2 separate regions of the Mus musculus genome follow, and region 2 is linked to region 1. A link is a contact called in public Hi-C data. All regions are on one chromosome and are shown on one strand. The core of a region is the stretch at or near the end of the contact, and the rest is flanking DNA. Distances in the headings are between cores, read along the strand shown. Region 1 has its middle 9.8 kb from the start of Gm38673. Region 2 overlaps Gm38673 (a long non-coding RNA gene).

Region 1 (6,797 bases), core at 2,323-4,822:
CTAAGACCCCAGAGAATCCTGAGACTTGGAGACAGGCCCTGGAATAGCTTTAGAAGCTTTTCAACATTCCTGACCTCAGTAGTCAGAAGAGGCAGCTATGGAAGCATCTAGATTTTTGTTGTAGTGTTCCTGTTGAATTTCTGAAGTCCAGATGACCGCGGACATTTCAATAAGTTTAGAGTATTGGCATTTTAGTATTGCCGAAGAGCAGGTATTAAACTTACTGTAGAAAATTAAGAACAGTATTTGATCAATGCAAAAGCTAGCTTCTCTCCACAATGCTTCAAGTATGACTTTAAGAACTGTCTTTACAGAAGCTGATGATGATAGAAAAGTCTGGTGGGTGCAGTGGATAATACTGGGATCTGCTAAAATATTCTTTTGTATTACACTGTTTCTGAATCTTCTTTTCCCTCTGTGTTCTTTTGTGCCCAACATATTTTGTCTTCGCAGAGTACCACCCTAGAGGTACTAGAGAATTTTGCCTGTTTATAGAACTCAATACCCTTTGGACTATAATAAAAAAGCAAGAATCTGAAAAAAAAATGAATCACCTTGGCTCCAACAGGAGTAACTGACCTGTTACCTACACTCCAGAGCTCCCCAGCAGGATCAGGCTGAAATTACAGCCCCACCCCACAGGTCTCTGCCTGAAATTGTACCTTAATTGGTTTCCTTCTCTAGTTCTTCTTCTTCTTCTTCTTCTTCTTCTTCTTCTTCTTCTTCTTCTTCTTCTTCTTCTTCTTCTTCTTCTTCTTCTTCTTCTTCTTCTTCTTTATTTTTCCTAATCATTTCCACCTCTATTTAAATCTACCCCTTGTACAGGAAGCCCAATCTCAAGGTCACTTTCTGGGGGATCTGAGACAGTAAAGGGAGAAAGGAAAGGAAGTGAGCTGGATTACAAAACTACACAGTTTCTCCCAGCATGCTTGCTTTAGACCTTCACTGATATTTTATAAAATTACTATACAGCCATAGCAGCAGAAAGACAGTGTAAAGGATATTATAGCCCAGTCTCTGCTCCTCATCTAAGTGTCTTTGTTAATATCTTATTTTTAAAAAAATATTTATTTATTTATTTATTTAATATGTGTGTGTACACTGTCGTTCTTCTCTGGTGAAAGGAGGGCATCAGATCCCATCACAGATGGTTGTGAGCCACCATGTGGTTGCTGGGAATGGAACTCGGGACCTCTGGAAGAGCAGCCAGTGCTCTTAACCACTGAGCCCTAAAATTAATGAATGAATGTAGTGAAGGCATGAGGTGATTTTGCTTTCTTTGTTTACAAACAGACAGTCAGTCAGTCAAAATTAGGAAAAGCAAATGCTACATTGAAATGAAAATGTCTGGCTACAATGAACATATGTTTATGTGTATGTTGCTGAGCTGTCCACACTTACGCCAAGGAGGGAACAATGAGAAGTTTTCTCCTCTCCTCTCCATCTTTTATTGTATTCAGGTTCTCAGTGCCCCATGGAGGAGATGGTGCCCACCTATGATGCGACGGAGATTTGTTTTAACTCGGTCCTCTGACTCAAATGCAAATCTCATCCAGAAATACCCTTACAAATACAGCCAGAAGTAATTTTTTTCACCCTGGGGATTTACCCTGTGGTATCTTGCTTGCTAAACAAGCGTTCTACCATCAAGCTACAGCCCCAGCCCAGAATTAGTGTTTTTTGTGTGTTTTTTCTTTGATGTGGGCACTTCCAAGTTAGTTAAGCTCACATATGAAAGGAACTACTATATCTGCTCATATCTGATTAATCAGACAGCCAAGAAACGAGAAGTCTTTTGAGACTTCTCAGGCTAGCAAAAAGCTTCTAGAGGGTTAAAGGAAAAGGCAGCAAGTGCTGTAACTTTCTGCTTCTATGCAAAGGAGAGAATTGGCTGCGGGATAATGAGAGAGAGTTATTCTGAAAATCACTCTTGTGAAAGTCTACTTACTTTTAATGGCAAGTCTTTACTTTGCCAGAAGAAAGGAGTGCCATATTAGGGGAGAGAACACAGGGACTTTAATTATTAAGTTAAACAATAAACTCTTTAAATTACCTTCATTTCCAAAGGATTCAACAATCCTATTAGTTGAATAATAAATAAGTAAATAAAACCCGAAAAACAATTGGAAAACGATTATACAACAGGAAAAAGATCAGTGAAGACTTAGCACCCTGGGGCCTCGGCAATATAATTAAAAACAGCATTAAAAAAAAATAACTTGCCTTAGAAAGCAAGAAGAGCATCGAGGCTGATGCCCTGTTTTCTAGACCCTTTTAGACCCAGCATGCATCAGTAGGGTTTGTACAAGTGCTATATTTTCCCCCTGCATTTGTTAAAACATGTATGCTTTTCTTTGTAAGGGGGAATTTTGGGGAAGATGAAGAAATGTAGTAATAGTTAAATGACTATCATTTATTAACATCCTCTCTCTCCTCCTTTCCTCTCTTTTCTTCCCCCTCTCTCTCCTTCCTCGCCCCCCCCCCCACCTCTCTGTGTCTCTGTCTCTATATCTCTCCCTGTTTCCCTCCCTTGTATCAGGATCTCTACATAGTCCTGGCCGACTAGAAGTCTCGCTGTAGAACAGACTAGCCCCATATCACATAGATCTGCTTCCTTAGTGCTAGAATTAAAGGTCTGCACTACCTCGTTCATCCCAGTCTTTGATTTCTAGTGTGCAGACCTTCACACATGCTGGGCAAGAACTCTACCACTGAGCTACATTCTCTGCTCCGAGTAGGGCTTAAAAACGCCAGACACACTGCTAAATAAGCTAGATACTACTTCCTTAAAATTTGAGTGTAGCTTTGAAAGGTGTGCACTCACCATGGGCTGAACTATGTTCCTCTAAAATCCATATGGCCTCATTTACCATTCAGGACTCCCAAGTATTCCCTTATTTGGAAGTGAGATTGCTACAAGTGAAATTAATTATAATGAAGTCTTAAAGTAGGATGGATCCATGCGTGGATATGATTGCTGCCCCCAGAAGAGAAAGAATTTAGATGTAGCCACTGAGGACAATACGATGGCAAGGTGAAGACAGAGATTCACACTCCAAGGGATGACAAAGGTTGCAGGTGAACTCCTGGAGTCTGGGAGAGGGGCTTGGAACAGACATTCTTAGCCTTAAGAAAGAAACCCCTCTTCTTACTCCTTGCTCAAGGACCTCAATGATGTGTTAGTACATTTCTGTTGTCTCAGTGGTCCACCTTGTGACTGAGTCATGGCAGCCAGAGTATACCAGTAAGGTACTATCATGATTTATAGATACTGATTCTAAGCTCAGAGATAAACATTTCAAAAGTCAAACATTAACTAGATGTGGAAAACACTGTGTTTTCAAAGCTCTCCGTTATTTCCTAACACCTAGCTCAAGGACCACTCACATAAGAAGCACTGGGAATTGTTGAATGTGAAAGAAAATCCAGCGACCCGCTCCAGAAATAATGAGCACGTATCCGAGAGAAATATGGAAGAAATGTAAAGTCTAAATAAATACTCTTAATACTTACTTTGTGCAGAATTATTGGATGCCTCGGCCACCTCATCTTGACCTCCTGAGGCAGGGATGAGTCATCAGCTAGAAGCTGGCCAAGTTTTTAATCTGTTTTTAACTTTCATAAAGATAAAGTGGCGGCATTCAGGCAGACCCAGTGTACCTCCGAGGATCAAATCAAATGCCTTAACACTGAAGTTAAAGTTGTAAAGGGTTTGTGGGCAGTGGCGGGTGATGCCTTATGTCATTTTATTGGGATTATGGAAGAAGCTATACTTCAATGCAAATTCTACCTACTTTTCCTCAAGGAGAAGCTACCAGGTTCTCAGTGGTTTTGCTCTGGAAAGATTTGCTCTCTTTTACTCGCTGTCTGTCTTACTGTGTGGGGAATTCCCACACAGCAAAACAGATCCTATATGAGATACATGACAATTGACTATGAGGAACTGGCTCATGCAGTTTTGGTGGTCAAGTCTTGTGGTCTACTGTCTGAGAGCTGCAGGCCCAGGGAGGGTGGGCTGAGTTGTTTTCTGTTGGCCACACTCTGCGTCTCTTAGGCAAGCTTTGCAACCGTGGAGTGTTTCTCATTATCTGTTATGGGGACTTGAGCGTTCTGGTTCTGTAGTCATAAACAAATATGGTGTTACACTCAGTTTTTGTTCTGAGTATCAAAAGAGGCAAGTTATATAAAAAGTTCCTCACTTAGGTTATCAGAACCAGCATTGACTCAGGAGAAGAAACACTGTAGGTCTATTGGACTTCCAGTCACACTGTGGACAATCTCAAGCAGATACCTTTCCCAGTTAGGACACATGACACAATTGGCTCTTCAGGATAACTCTAGGTCATTTTTTTAAAAGTGCGATTTCTTTTTTTTTTTTCAAAGATTTATTTATTTATTTATTTATTTATTTAATGTATATGAGTACACACTGTTGCTGTACAGATAGTTAGTTGTGAGCCTTCATGTGGTTGTTGGGAATTGAATTTAGGATCTCTGCTTGCTCTGGTCAACCACGCTCGCTCAGTCCCTGCTCACTCTGGCCCAAAGATTTAAAAAAATGTGATTTCTTAACACTTCGAAATGCTTCATGTGAACTAAATGTAAGTGATGATTACAAAATAGGCTGTCAACACATTCACTTGGATTTTAATCCCAGGTCTGCCATAGTTTTTCTTATTACAGACCTCAGGATCCTACTTAAGGGACAGGAGCACTGTAGAGTGTTCCAGTCTGGACCTTGGATTAAGCAGAGAGCACATCCAAACACCAAATTTCAGCTCAACCCAAATGCAAAGGGGTCCTTTATTCAGCGAGGCAGAGACAAGATGGCTGAATTAGGCAGAAACAGCAGAAAAAAGCTTTGCAGAACTGAAGGGGTTTGGAGCCCCATAGGGGGAACAACAATATGAATTAACCAGTACCCCCAGAGCTCCCTGGGACTAAACCACCAACCAAAGAATACACATGGTGGGACTCATGGCTCCAGCTGCATATGTAGCAGAGGATGGCCTAGTTGGTCATCAATGGGAGGAAAGGCCCTAGGTCCTGTGAAGGCTCTATGCCCCAGTATAGGTGAATGCCAGGGCCAGGAAGCAGGAGTGGGTGGGTTGGTGAGCAGGGGGAGAGGGGAGGGGATAGGGGGTTTTCTGAGGGGAAACTAGGAAATGGGATAACATTTGAAATGTAAATAAAGAAAATATCTAATTAAAAAAAAAGAGGGGGAAAGGGAAGATCTGTGTTAGCATGAGCTGGGGCACACTGGTCACTTCTGGTTGGTTAATTTAGTTAGGGCAGCCAAGATAACAAACTTTGATGACTGGACCTTGGTGTTTTGATAGTTGGAGCTTGGTGATCATTCTCAGGAATGAGTAGGTGACCAAATCAGGGAATAGACCTAGATGGCTACCTTTAAAAAAAATGAAATCTAATGGTTTAGCAGGGAAGAGGCTAAGAAAAGGGTAAAACCTTCCTGCACCATATTTGCCATGCTTGGGTCCGTGTTTACCTTGCGAGGGCCTTCGAGAGCCCTTCACCTGTCTTATTAAGATTCCCTGAAACCAGAAGAATGGGTGTGTTGGTTAGTTACTGCTGTTCCACAAAACACCTCAAAAGTCAGAGGCTTAACAGCAGCTTGTTGTTTGTCATGTTTCTAAGGGTAGATGTGACAGGTCATCTGCTGGTTTGTTTGGGGATACCCGTGCAGTGGCATTAGATCAGTTGGGCTTGTTCACAGAGTTGTAGTTATTCGAACTACCTATTGGATGGGATGTGTCCTTTAGTTCTCCTCAATGACCATCTTAACTTCCATAGGTTAAACCAGCATCCTCTAATAATTTCCGCACCATTTAAAAACATAAAAATAAAAAAGAAGGTCAAGGCTGTAATGCCCTGGGGACTTGGACTTGCATACCTTTACTGCTAGCACATTGTATAGTTAAAGCAAGCTGCTAAGGCAGATAGAACTCTTGGTGGTTGAAAAATGAATTCTGGCCTTATATGGGAAAAGTAGCAGTTTCACTGCAAAGTCTGATGTGTGTGGTGGGGGAAAGTTTCTGGCTTTTAAATACTCTACCTCAATGGCATTATAACAAACTGCCATTCTTTTTCAGTTAATTACATATTTTAATACTAAAAGCCATCACCAGAACTTTGTAAAAGGTTAACTTGCAACACCAAACAAAAAGTCCAGCTTTCCATAGAATCTACTTCAGCATTCACTCACGAGTGAGGTTGCTTCGCAGAAGAAGTGAAAGGAGGCTCACAGGTTGTATTTGCAGGATATGTTGTGTAGTGTCTATGTGTGATCCGTTAAAGCTGAAAGATTACAAAGTGTCTTCTTACGTTGGGGTTGGTCTGGTGCTGCTATGTATTTAAATGCTGAATTCTGTACCCCAAGATCTGATTGCCCCAAGACGAGCGAATTCTCAAGTACAGTAGCTTGTTGCTCCCCAAGTTAATTGGTCAATAAAAGGCCAAAGACTGTGACTGGGGAGTAGAGAGAGGCAGACAGGACTTCCTGGAAGAAGAAAGGCCCTTCCATCAGGAGACATGAAAGGTGACTTCGGACCTGGCAGGTATAGCTAGTCATGTGTTTGAAGTGGGGTAGGTAATCAGGTTTATTTAGTTTAGCTAATTAAGAATCTGCCCAGCTAAAGCCTAAGCTTTGAGATATTAAAAGGTCTCTGTGTGGTTATTTGGGGAACAAACTGGTAAAGGAATAACTGCCACCATAATTTCCAGCATTTATATATACAGAATACAAATAATCTTTTTTACACTCTCATGCTGATGCTTTT
Region 2 (6,797 bases), core at 2,996-5,495, 78 kb after region 1:
AATGTAGAGGCATTTTAGAAATTTGATTCAAAGTTAGATTTAATTCAATACAACTTGGCTTAATCAAAGACATTCAATATCCTGAAATACAGTAATTTACTCGGTCATATTCTCAAAGAGGAGATATAAGTTAAGTATCAAAGTGCCACTGGTGATCAGAAAGGGACCTCAGGTGTTCAGGGGAGTCCAGAAAGGTCTATTGGTTGGAAGTTGCACAAAGAAGTTAATAAAGACACAGGAACAATACTGGCTTAAGTGAAATGAACTTATATGTTTTCTTTCTATTTAGAACCATAGGTTGTCCAAGACTGGCTAGGCACTCCACTCTATTCTTGGTTCTGCTCTTTATTTTCTTCTCCAGTTCTCTTCTTTTCCAAGTCTCCCAGTGCACCACAAAAGGACACAAGTAAAGACATCAGTGTTGAGTTAAAGTAGATTCTATGTAGCTCGTAAAGTCCTTAGGAGTGGTCCTTAGGAGTGTTACACAGCATCCTGGCTGAGTTCTGATTTTAATCGGAGTGGACTGGGTGGGAGGAGGCCCATATGGTGTCAACTTATGTACTCCAATGTGTTTAGTTCATAGTCCACAGTGAACAATGTGACTAGGTTTGAGCAGTTCATGTGTTGTGTGTGAGTTCTTGCTCTCTTGGTATGGAGGTGGATGTTATGAATAATCCTGTTTATAGAATGGAGCATCATTAAAACAGAAAATAATTTTTCTGGCTCTATGGTCACAACTGTCTTGTTAGTAGTCTGTATACATGTGGACATGTATGTGCATGTGTTGGTCTTTTCAATAGAGAATTCAGTGTGTTTTAGGTTCCTCCTATATGCTCTTAGGTCTTTATCTTCTCAATTTGAATTTGGTTTTTCATTTTCTTTATAGCAATACGTGAACATGTACATCCTCTTAGTTCTCTCTAGCATTGCTCTACCAAGACCAGAATTCCATTTTGAGCCAGATATTGGGTGTTGGTTAAAATAAATTATTGCTGAAGACATTAATTCAATAAGTGTCAGATTTCGACCTCTGAAATACCTTTCAGGCCAGGATTATAGAGCAGTCTTCTTGCTTTTACATAGCCTCTGCACCTTTAAAGTGATATTAAATTTCATATACTCCTAGTTTTTGTCACCAAGGAAGATCACATTGACCTGACATAGAAGGCAAATCCTGTTCCAAATTATTTTTGACATCAAGAAACATCTTTATCTCAGAAACTGCTCCATCTAGCTGGATCTCACAGAGTAAGCTTTTGTGCATTTATGTTCCTTGTGGACAATTATTCTGAATCTACTGTCATCATTTATGAGACATTTCAGATACTTTATATAAATCCATACCTTGAGGTAGCATCTGTCCTTGGAGATACATTAGATAAAGAGCAATATTTGTATGCATTTATTAATACTTTAGGGGACTTATAATACTCTCTACACCGTGCAAGCTCCCTGCAAGAATGTATTTTTGCCTTTGGAGCTCTTATAAGCTGGAACTTACAATAGCTATGAGGTGCTCATCAGTGATTTTATGGGGAAACAGCGTGAATTACCATGTTTCTAAATTTATGCATTCACTAAATACATATTTTACAATTATATGAATCAATATTACTAAAAACAACTTGATGTCACAATGCCTAATTTCTCACTTGAGCTGTATTTGTTACCATGCTATTAATTACAGCTCACACATACAGGGCATTTACTGCTGCCAGTTCCTGAATTATGAACATTGTGTTCTGTTTTGATCCTCTTACTCATTGTTTGTACCATTTTCCAGAAGAAATAAGTGAGGCTCAGTGTGGATCCTTGCTCAGGGTCACAAGTGTATCAGCAATAGGGCTGAGCATCTGTGTCTGGGCACTCTCCTTCAGAGCCTGAGTGATGTATGTTCTCTCAGTCTCCTTTGACTGAACACTTCTACTGGGGACACCAGAGACATCAGTCAGCATGAAGTTGCCTTAAGAAGTCTAACTTTGGTTTCTTTTAGACTCATTTGTGAATTCTTTTATGCATGAACTCAGCAAGCTTTGCAGAAACTTGTACACATGCCTGGATCTCTCCTTGCCTCTGGAACCCAAAGGCAAACACTGAAGTCTCAGCCTCCAAGGACTTGCATGCTTGGGTTCAATTAATTTTCTGTCTTTCACAGATTTCTCTTTTCATTACCTTATGCTTTGCGACATCAGGAGAAGGTGACAGTCCCCCCACTCCACCCCCCTCCCCCGTTTTGGAAGCAAGAAATCTTTCACGTCTGATTTCAGTTACTAATGTCAAGATGCCATAGTGTAGAAAATGTAAGGCATTGATTCTGCCAAGAAAATCTTGCTTGTTAATTTAAGCCAAACAGTTTAGGCTTCAGAGGCCACATCATATCCTGGAGAAAACAGACATCCCAGGCATCCGTGAAATCTGTTAGGAGATGGAACTGGTTAAGACGATGCAAGGCTTCCACCTGTAACAACCTTGCATTACTCAAGGATACTTGTGAGAAAGAGTGGGAGTGTTGTCTGTCACTCCAGACAAGAGCTATTTCTAAGACCTGCAGAGGAGAGCCCTGAATTGCACTTAGTCAAAAGTACTCTCTTTTTTTTTTTTTTTTTTAACTATTCGCTGAAAGGACTAAAAGGAGATGCACATTTGGTCAGAGTGGGAAAAAAATCAATAATAACTATGGCAGCCTTGAAACCTATTGTTCAAGTTTAAGTTTCAAATTTAAGTTGTTATTATATTAACAACTTGATTTGAAAATCCAACCTTAAAAGTTTTATTTTTATTTGAAATGAAAATATAATATCATTTCCCCCTTCCCTTTCCTCCCTCCGACCCCTCCCGTGTATACTCTCTTGCTCTCTTCTGAATTCATGGCTTTTTGTTGTTCAACACACACACACACACACACACTCCTAAATATGTAACTCCAGCCTACTCATTTTTCATAATATTACTCGTATGTATATTATTTCAAGCCTGACCACTAGGAACTGAGAGACTCTTCTCGGGGGAAGACAATATGTCTCCCTAACTATTTCTTAGTTTCCTGTAGTTCTTTGTCTAGAATTGGGATATCCTTGGGTTTTCTCCTTTCATGTTAACATGTCTATTGGTTTTCCTTTTTCAACCATGTTGTTGAGAGTTCATGGGTGTAGTTCCCTGACATTTTTAGGAGACACAGTCTCATAGCAGTCTTCTTGTTTCTTTGTCTTTTCAAACCGCTCTGATCCCTCCTCGTCAATGTTCTCTGAGCCTTAGGTGCAGGAATTGTGTAATAGATGCATCAGTTGGGGCTGAGCTCCACAGGATCACTTGTTCTCTATATTTTGCTCAGTTGTAGTTTCCTGTAACAGCTTTTGATTGCTACAAAGAAAAGTTTTTGCTTTTGTTGTTGTTTTTTGTGTTAGAATTGAGAGCTACACTTATCTATGAGTACAATAATAAATATTTAGAATGCAGTTACTAATTTTGCAGAGGTTGAAAGTTCTCCTCCAAGACCATGACCACACTATCTCCAGGTAATTTTCCTTTTGTTGAATGGACCTTAAGTCCAATTAGAGAGCTTTTGGTTTCCACCAAGGTATGTATGCTGACATTGTACCCTTAAGGGTATTGTGGCATGCTCATTATTGTTTTAGTTCACGGGCAACATTATCTGGATACTGGTACCATGAATGCTAGTTCTCAGGGAGGAGACTTTCAGGTTGATCCAGCTTGGATCCTGTGAAGTTTTATGTCTGAGATGTGTCTTCAGCAATATGAATTTATCGTCAACCTCTGGGAGGCAACCAAGGGCCATAACAAAAGCCTATAATGTTTTGGGAGTTTCTTGGATAACTCTTGTTGATATCTGTATTGGAGGTTTCTCTTGCCTTGTGTTACTAATTTTTATTTGAAAGTCTATGGATCTTGGGAAAAACATAGTCAACCCATGTGAGGAAATTTGATGTGAAGTATGTATTTACATGTGTACTCATATATCTATGTGTATTCTATGTATTTTTATGTGTATCCCTTACTGAGAAAATCCAACTTTTAATGATGTACATGGGAATAAAGCCAGTTGGAGGCTCTTGTTAGAGGAGTAAAACATTGCCATGGTATTCTCCAGAAACAGATGCTTTGCTGTATGAGAGGGCACCTCTGTGGAGCAGGGAACTGCTGGATGGATTCGCTGGACTACACTCATTTGTACGTTTTGCATTTTAAGAACATCTTGTTCTCTTCTTGCCAAATGTATGATGTTAGGAAATCCCCGCATTTGGGGTGTGGTACCTATTCATAGCCTCTTGAGATTCTGACTCATTCAAGGCAGAAATGATAGTGAGGCAGAGGAGGAGAAAGAGAAAACGAAGTAAAGACTCAGCATAGTTAGAAATCAAAGTTATTCTACAGAAGCAGTAAATAAAAGTTTAAGGAAGGCTGTGGCTATACATAATCAACATTACCACCCCTCCCCATACACATATAGGCAAGCATGGTAGCTGAACCTGAACACCCCTCCCCCTAAGACAGATGATTTTTTTTTTTTTTTGAAAATCATTATCTCCAACTCTTAGGCTTAAAATTCTAATGTAGATGATTTTTTTTTTGAAAAGTTTCTTGTTTAGTTCTAGGTGTTAAAGTCAAAGGTTGTTGCATTTTGCAAATCTCTAAGCAAGCAGCAGCCAATCTGGTAAGTCTAAAGGAATCCATGTTTTCTTTATGGCCTTTTGGGAGGAAGAGACTGAAAGTGTGCCACCACATTGTGGAACTTGATGGGCCTGGTGAGAATTTTTCTGAGATGAGACACCAAAGGAATCTTTCTTCCAGGCTTGGCTTGCTGCTCAGAAATATTTCTGTGGGACCATCCTGTGCTTTCAAACCGACTTTCCGTATTCCCTAAACCTTGTCCAAAAGTAAAGCAAAATAAGGAAACAGCAAAGAAACCTAGAATCTAAGTCAATCTCCAGACTTTCCCATGATTCACTATTTCTTTAGAAATTGCTCATCTACTCTCTCTATGGAATAAGTATTAGTAAGTTGACTAATGGCAGTCAAATGTCCTACAAAAGCCATGGTTTACCTATAGCCAGATAAATGGCGCAGACATCCATGTCCTTTATACATTAGGAATCCAGTTGGAATGTTTCATTAGGCCATTGATGCAATAGAACTGTAAACAGATTTCCCCGAGAATCCTCCACAGAAGTGTTATTTCAAGCTTGTGTCTGAAGCTTTACCCAGTGATTTGAGCTTAAACCATTACTTTCTCCATTGAAATTTGGGAATATTTTGACCTCTCTCATTTCTAAGACTTTAAGATCAGCCTTGGGTACTCAGCGTGGTGTCTGTTGAGTCTTGTGATTTCTCATCTCTCTACCGGATTATTTCTTACCTAGCACCAGCTCTTCTCACATGTATTCTGTTGCAGGAACACCTGAGGATGAGAGCAAGTCGCCCTTTCCTGGGAATTCCTTTGCTGACTCCTGAAGCATCACCTGGAACACTTTAGTCGCCTCTGCTCTGAACTCAAATTTACTTTCTTGTCCAGCAGTTGTGGCAGCTCCTCTCTTGTGTCCACAAGAGCATCAGCTCTTCCCACGTTGCACACTGGCCAGATAAACTCTCTGCAGGGAGAAGACTGTGCTTCTTCAGGGGACCACCAGGGTGCAGGGACAGAGGCTCTTAGATACTAGATTTGCTATTTTTTATGCTCCCGTCCACTCTCTTAAATACTTAGGATACTAAATAACCTTGTCCATGTTATCTATCTATCTATCTATCTATCTATCATCTATCTATCTATCTATCTATCTATCTATCTATCTATCTATCTATCCATCTATCTATCTACCATCTATCTATCTATCTATCTACCTATCTATCTATCTATCTATCTATCTATCTATCTATCTACCATCTATCTATCTATCTATCTATCTATCTATCTATCTATCTATCTATCTATCTAACAGATACTGTTTCTTGGCTGTCCTGGATCTCACTCTGTACACCAGGCTGGCTGCAAACTCAAAGACCTCCCAAGTGCTGGGATTAAAATTGTGTATACCACCACCACCTGGCTCTTCCCCATATTTTCAAACCTCTTTCCTTACTTTCATTCCCACACAGCTCTCAGTCATCACCAGACTCTGAATATTGTTTAAGAATCACCATCATTGATGTTGATAGATTCTGGATCAATGTGACAAGACCGGTCGATTTCTAGGGGACTATTGGTTGCAACTTGTCAATTACCAATGTATGGCAATGGTATAATATATATATATATTTTTTCAGGGTATTATATATATATAATCCTCACTTTATCTCCCTCTTTTTTTTAATGACTTGAGCAAGTAGGACTCAAAGGAGAACTAGGCACAGCTAAGATTATCACCCTCAGTCCTGAGAGTAAGCTTCCTCTGGCTTAGTGACATGGCTTTGGGCTTGAGGACTTTGGTAAGAGTGCAGTAGCTGAAGGAGTCGAGGGCCTCAATTCTGAGTGTGGATGTAGGTGTAATAATACAGTACCTGCTATACAGGTATTGGATAGTTTCCTGGTGCCTATGTGACAGACTTAAGTAGTTAGAAGAAGGAAAGAGGGAGCTTTTTGTTGGGAGAAGCAAGATGGGATGTTTATAAGGGATCAGAAGGCTCTATAGAGGGAATACATAGGAAAGCAGACAGGGCATGAAAACAGGAGGAGGGAAGAGGCTTCTTGCATGGTCTTGAATGTTATTCAAATCATATACAATGTACTTTATCATATCTTGAACTAAGTATCCTATTATCAGTATGTAATACACATGTCTTAC

The links. Hi-C and Micro-C count contacts between places; a contact is called where the count stands out from the background.
Region 2: a Hi-C map of the CH12 cell line shows a contact between it and region 1, with 2.3 times the contacts expected there. The contact joins two enhancer-like sites. A contact is called at or near these places in 1 of 15 datasets of contacts at CTCF or cohesin (CD8 T cells), 56 of 484 Hi-C or Micro-C datasets (the 63-12 cell line, the AML12 cell line, B cells and 41 more), 4 of 115 datasets of contacts at active chromatin or transcription factors (CD8 T cells, T-cell acute lymphoblastic leukemia, bone marrow-derived dendritic cells and 1 more) and 3 of 9 other capture datasets (adipose tissue, liver and pancreatic islet).

The regions. Positions count from the first base shown.
Region 1 is chr1:80,414,924-80,421,720 of GRCm38.p6, forward strand. No RefSeq gene overlaps it. Among named protein-coding and RNA genes, the nearest start is that of Gm38673, 9.8 kb to the right of the region's middle. Within about 2 kb of position 3,573, at least 53 of the 459 cell types and tissues checked have an H3K27ac peak or open chromatin away from gene starts, as enhancers often do. A contact at or near this core is called in the CH12 cell line, where this site is marked.
Region 2 is chr1:80,492,291-80,499,087 of GRCm38.p6, forward strand. Gm38673 (a long non-coding RNA gene) reads left to right here. Exons shown (of 3, transcript XR_865573.1): 3 at 5,411-5,812. Among named protein-coding and RNA genes, the nearest start is that of 1700016L21Rik, 50 kb to the left of the region's middle. Within about 2 kb of position 4,246, at least 18 of the 459 cell types and tissues checked have an H3K27ac peak or open chromatin away from gene starts, as enhancers often do. A contact at or near this core is called in the CH12 cell line, where this site is marked.